Linked DNA regions of Mus musculus: region 1 is linked to region 2. The links are chromatin contacts, called in public Hi-C maps. All regions are on one chromosome and are shown on one strand. Each heading gives the region's core, a stretch centred on a gene start, on an enhancer-like site or on the middle of the called end of the contact. The rest is flanking DNA. Distances are from core to core; before and after follow the strand shown.

Region 1 (2,700 bases), core at 118-2,617, 66 kb after region 2:
ATGTCTTCAGATCACCATCCTGAGCAGTAACAATCTGAAAAACAGTAATTGTAGCCCAAACTATACAAACGGTGCAAGGAAGCCGGGTCTGTAGCAAAGCTTTGAGATGATGAAATGTTAGCACAGAATATGCTAGCAGGTGGTAGGCATGCGCACAGAAGGTCTTAAAGTTCTGTTTTTATTAAATATGAAACTGATACACAAAATTGGTGCCTACAAAACATATGTAAGCGATAAAGAAGCGAGACATAATTAGCATACATGGCTGTCCCCACCCAGTTTAAGGGAAGGGATGTCGGTGACTTCCCAGGTCTCCAGTACCATCTTTTTCTCTCCCCTCCAGACACAATCATGCTTTGTGATTGCTATTCACATTTTTTAAAAACAGAGATGTTAGCCAGGAAGTGGTGGCACAGGTCTTTAATTCCAGCACTTGGGAGGCAGAGGCAGGCAGATTTCTTAGTTTGAGGCCAGCCTGGTCTACAGAGTGAGTTCCAGGATAGCCAGGGCTATACAGAGAAACCCTGTCTCGGAAACCAAACAAAACCCAGAGATGTTTGTATCTCCTCATGTGGTGGTGGCTTCTCTGCCTTTGTATAAGTGGAAACAGGGCTGGTGACAAGGCTTAGTGGGTAAGAGGCTTGCTGCACAAGCCTGGACCTAAGTTCAACCCCAGGATCCCACCACAGAAGAGATTCGTTCCCAGTATCCATGTCCTGTTCCAGCGAGTCTTAACAGTACAGGCACCCACACTCAAGTGCACACCTACCTGCTGACACATGCATATAAATCAGACAAAAATCTTTGACAAAATAAAACTGGAAGCACGCCATGCCATACATATTTCTCTCAAAATGATGTTTCTGAGATTTTTAAATACCATCACCTTAATGTTTTCACTTTGAGCCAAACTTTACTTGCTCCAGTACGAGAGGAAACTCAATTTTGAGCCTGAGCTACCAGCTTTGCCTTTCCCTCTCTGTGGGACACGGTAATGGTACTACCACTCATCCGTGTGTGTCTGTGGATGTTTGGCCCATGTTAGCCTTTTGCTGGGTAAGCTATGTGGTTATGAATATCACGAGGCTTATTCCTGCCACACTTGTGCAAATGTTTCTTCAGGGAATACACCTGAATGAGGAACTGCTGGATCCAGGGCGTATCAGCTTTTAGAGATCATGCCAAATTGTTTTCCAAAGCGGTTAGAGTGATTTCCGTTCGCACTGGCATTGGGGAAGCTTGCCAGTTGTTCTAAATCCTATCGGCTATCTGCCATGGACTTTCATTTTTGCCGACCTGGAATGTATCAGATGGATCTCACTGAGGGTTCACTTGTGTTGTACACAGGACTGCAGAAGGTTTCAACACTGCACAGATGGATGCTATCACATGACCAGATGAGACTCTGGACTCTGCCTTGAACTTTAGCTCTCATCCATTAGCTAATCCAGGTTGTTGATCCCACAATGAAACATTACTCCTATGCAAATTCTCTGGGCAAAAGTTAAAACTTGGCATAATAATTTAGTATGATGCCTGGGACAGAAAGTGCTAGAAACTATAGATGATCAAGTTATGAATGAAGAAAATACTTTGTAGGCTGGGGTGTAGTTTGGTGAAAAATCACGTGTTCCATGTACAGGGACCTGGGTTCTAATCCTAGCATGGAAAAAGGGGGGAGAATTGTTTTCATGGACACTGTGCTCCATATTTTATTGAAAGCCATAAGGGAGTCAAGAGGAATTGCGAGTCATGTCCACCTAGTTCATAAAACTCTCTCTGCTGCCATAAAGGAATATGGAGAGGGTGTGGCTCACTGTGGGTTAGAACATTTAGTTCCTGATTCAGAACTCAGGAGGTGGAGATGCGACTAGGATTTAATTACAATTACCTTGGTACAAGTGAGATTTACAGCAAAGAGCTAATAAAGATGTCTTCCCTTGGGTGTCACTCTGGATTGTAAACCTGCTGATTGATTAACAAGCTAAACTTAGTTAAGAGGCCACAACCTGATCGGACTCTAGCCGAGAGACATGTGCCAAACAAGCCAAAGGTCCAAGAGAAAATTCAACGGCAAACGGGCAAGAAATCAGGTGATGCACCAGTGAGCTGGTGGGTCTGAGGCTGAGCCGCAGGGGTGGAACCTCTAAGCTCGAGGCTTGAGGATGGGATGAGCCTGGTCCTGAGCTGGATGTCCTGAGCTGGAGCTGAGCAGAGCAGTGGAAGCTGGCTGGGGGCATCTGCAGCGCTCAGCAAGTAGACTGGCTTCATTATGATAGCAATGACCTGTGAATAGTTAGTTAATGGCTGAGCGCTAAAACTCGAGGGTAGAGCTCAGCCTCATAAAACTTCTTTTTCTTTTCTTTTCTTGTTTGGTTGGTTTGGGTTTCTGAAAGAGGGTTCCTCTGTTTAGCCTTGGCTGTCCTAGAACTAGTTCTGTAGACCAGGCTGGCCTCGAATCACAGATATCTGTCTACCTTGGAGGTGCTGGGATTAAAGGCTTGTGCCACCATCACCCAGCTTCCTTTCTTTTTCTCAGACAAGGTCTTCCTACATTCCTCAGGCTGGCCTTAAACCCACAGTGACCCTGTCTCAGTCTCCTCAGTATTTGGGATCAGAGGTGTACACGATCCTTATAAATATACCTTTCAGAAAGCACTATATCATTGCTATTAGGAATTTAAAGAGTGCGGGAGACAA
Region 2 (2,700 bases), core at 78-2,577:
GGGGGAGAAATGGGGAGAAGGGCTAGCCCCTCCCCCTCCCGGGGTAAGAAGAACCAGAGGGGCCGCATTCCGGAGACGTGGGGGAGGGGGCCTGACAGAGGGGGATTCAGAGACACCAAGCAGAGAGACACCTAAGGAGGGAGCTACAGAGACATGGAGGCACAGAGGCCCGGGGAGAGGGAACAGGGAGACCCGGGGAGAAGGAACACGGAGACTCGGGGAGAGGGAACATGGAAACCTGGGAGAGGGAACAGGGAGACCTGAAGAAAGGGAACACGGAGACCTGGGGAAAGAGGACAGGAAGACCAGGGAGAAAGAACCCGATACTCGGGGAGAGAAACAGAGACTGGAAAGGGAGAGAAACCCACGGCTGGACAAGCTGAGACCGCAGGGAGGAAGATCGGGAGGCAGTGAGCGACACAGGGAGCCGGAGACACCTAGGGAAACCGAGAAAGGCGCCGAGACGAAAACCCGGGCGCAGAGACTGGGGACCAGGCACACCCGAACGGGACGGGACGGGGCGGGACGCCGGGAGGCGACTGAGTGAACTTTCGGAGCGGGTCCGAGCGCACCCGTCCTCCCGGGACGAGCCGCTCTGGGGCCTCGAGGGCGCCGCTCGAGGTGGGGGTTGGGACCGCCCGGCCGGCCCCTCCCCGGGCCGCGCTCCGTACGGAGACCAGGGAAGGGGGGCTCGCAACTCACGCCCCGCTCGTCCCGGGGCCGCACGTGCGCCCGGTTGCCCGCGAGACCCGGCGTCGGCTGCGGCTCTTCCGCCGGCGGGGAGGGGGCGCCGTGGGACGGGGGAGGCGGCCTGGACCCGCCCGGGGCCGGCGGGGGAGGCTGAAGGCCGCCCCCGGAGCGCGACCGCGGCGGATGGGGAACCGGGCGCCCACCGGCGCGGGGAAACTTTGCACGGGGGGTGCGGGCTGCGGCTCAGGTGCGGCGGGGGCTCGGACGAGATCGCGGGCGCGGCAGGTGGGGGCGCGGCCCGGCCTCCGGGCGCCCCCGGGCCCGCCCCCGGCTCAGCTCCACGGACGCGGGGGCAGGGTGGGGATGGCGCGGAAGGGCCGCGCATCGAGGGGCCCGAAGGGGGCTCGGGGGGTCACTCACCGCCTCTCCGGGGGCCGTCGGTCTGCATGTCCCCCCTCGAGCCGCTGAGGCCGCCGTTCTCAGTCCGCCGCTGCCGCCGCCGTCGCCCGCTCCCGCCACCGCCACCTCCACCGCCGCCCGAGCAGGAGCCGGAGCCGGAGCCGGAGCTGGAGCCGGAGCCGCCGCCTCTGCCGCCGCCGCCGCCACCGCTCCCGCGCCAGCTCCAGCCGCGCGCGCCCGCCCGCCCGCGCCCGCGTCCCTGCCCCTGCCGTGCGCGTCCCCGGCGCCGCCCCTCCCCTCGTGCACTCTCGCTTGTAGAGGAGTGGAGCTGTAGGCCCAACGAGGCTGCAGACCAACCCCAAGTCTAAACCGCCTGGAACATCAAAATTGAGCTTAAACCTCAGGAACGAGCGTGGATAGAACCAAACTTAGACACAAAAGTCCAGACCCTCCCAAATCCTCACATGTACGTAATACTTCTCTAGGGTCCCCTGCCGCCAATCCAACCCAGAACCACCTTTAAACCTAATGTTGAGTCCAGACCCTAAAATTTGCCTAGCAATCAGAAAAAGTAGTAATTTTTTTTTTAACTGAACGCCTATAGTGTATGGACTCCAATTACAGATTCGAACACTAAATGGCTTCATTTCTTCTACCTGGCCTAAGTTTGATATTGATAGCAGCCCCAACCCTTGGTCTGAATGGAGTCCGGTATAGATATTGAGACCCTTATACAGAAGAAAATACTATGCTAAGGCAGCTGCCTCACACCGGAGCCCAGTGCTTTCATGTGTTCTAGTCTCTGCTTTATTTCTATCCCAGACAAGAACATTTCCCTGCTGGGATTCTTGATTTTTAAAGAAGATTTTTATTTATATATGTATTTGTGTGTGTACGCCAGTGTGTGTGTGTGCTTGTATATGCATATTCACCGTGTGGTGTTACAGGAGGGTGTGAGGAACCCAGTGTGGGTGCCGGGAACCAGACCCAAGTCCTCTGCTCTTGATTGCTGAACACTCCAACGCTGAAACTCTCAATTCCAATAGAAAAATTGGAACTGGGTCACCAGAGGAGTTGGGGAACACACCCTAATACAGACACTGATCTCAATACCTCTCCCATCTTGGTGATCTTTTAGTATAATAATCTGATCCAACTCTAATAATTGTGCAACCTGAGATGGGACTGGCTTTACAGAAACTCCACACGGACCTTTATCTCTACACCGCTCTTCCCCTGTGCTCTGATCTGAGGTCAACCCCACCCAGAGGCTAACCAATATCCCAACATCTACACTAATTCTAGCAGATATGAATGATCCCCGGTCTCAAGATCTGTTCAGTATACGCCTTAGCATTGAATTCCAGACTCCTTGTCCACAGCCACACCACCCTGAAACCATCCACTTGCATTTGAACTTCACTGACCTCATGTCAAATTCAAATGCACGTGCCACCGTGTCCAGTGTGTGCAGTGCTAGGGACTAAACCAATAACCTGCTTGAAGATTTATATTCCAAGCTGTGATTATAGGGACTTGGTGATCTCCAAACAAGAGCCAGCCTTGGCATCAAAGCCTTCAGGCTCCTCACGTGAAACTATCACTTAGAAA

The links. A called contact is a pair of places that touch in the nucleus more often than the background predicts.
Region 1: a contact with region 2 is called in a Hi-C map of liver, with 1.8 times the contacts expected there. The contact joins the enhancer-like site here to the promoter of Ptprf in region 2. A contact is called at or near these places in 6 of 39 promoter capture datasets (the 3T3-L1 cell line, 3T3-L1-derived adipocytes, the HPC-7 cell line and 1 more), 2 of 15 datasets of contacts at CTCF or cohesin (CD8 T cells and the NIH/3T3 cell line), 17 of 484 Hi-C or Micro-C datasets (the C2C12 cell line, the N1E-115 cell line, cortical neurons and 13 more), 6 of 115 datasets of contacts at active chromatin or transcription factors (the HPC-7 cell line, double positive thymocytes, embryonic stem cells and 2 more) and 2 of 9 other capture datasets (adipose tissue and pancreatic islet).

Annotation. Positions count from the first base shown.
Region 1 is chr4:118,355,589-118,358,288 of GRCm38.p6, forward strand. No RefSeq gene overlaps it. Among named protein-coding and RNA genes, the nearest start is that of Szt2, 52 kb to the right of the region's middle. Within about 2 kb of position 1,368, at least 11 of the 459 cell types and tissues checked have an H3K27ac peak or open chromatin away from gene starts, as enhancers often do. A contact at or near this core is called in intestinal crypt epithelium and liver, where this site is marked.
Region 2 is chr4:118,290,070-118,292,769 of GRCm38.p6, forward strand. It overlaps Ptprf (protein tyrosine phosphatase, receptor type, F), which reads right to left and starts at 1,328. Exons shown (of 33, transcript NM_011213.2): 1 at 1,111-1,328.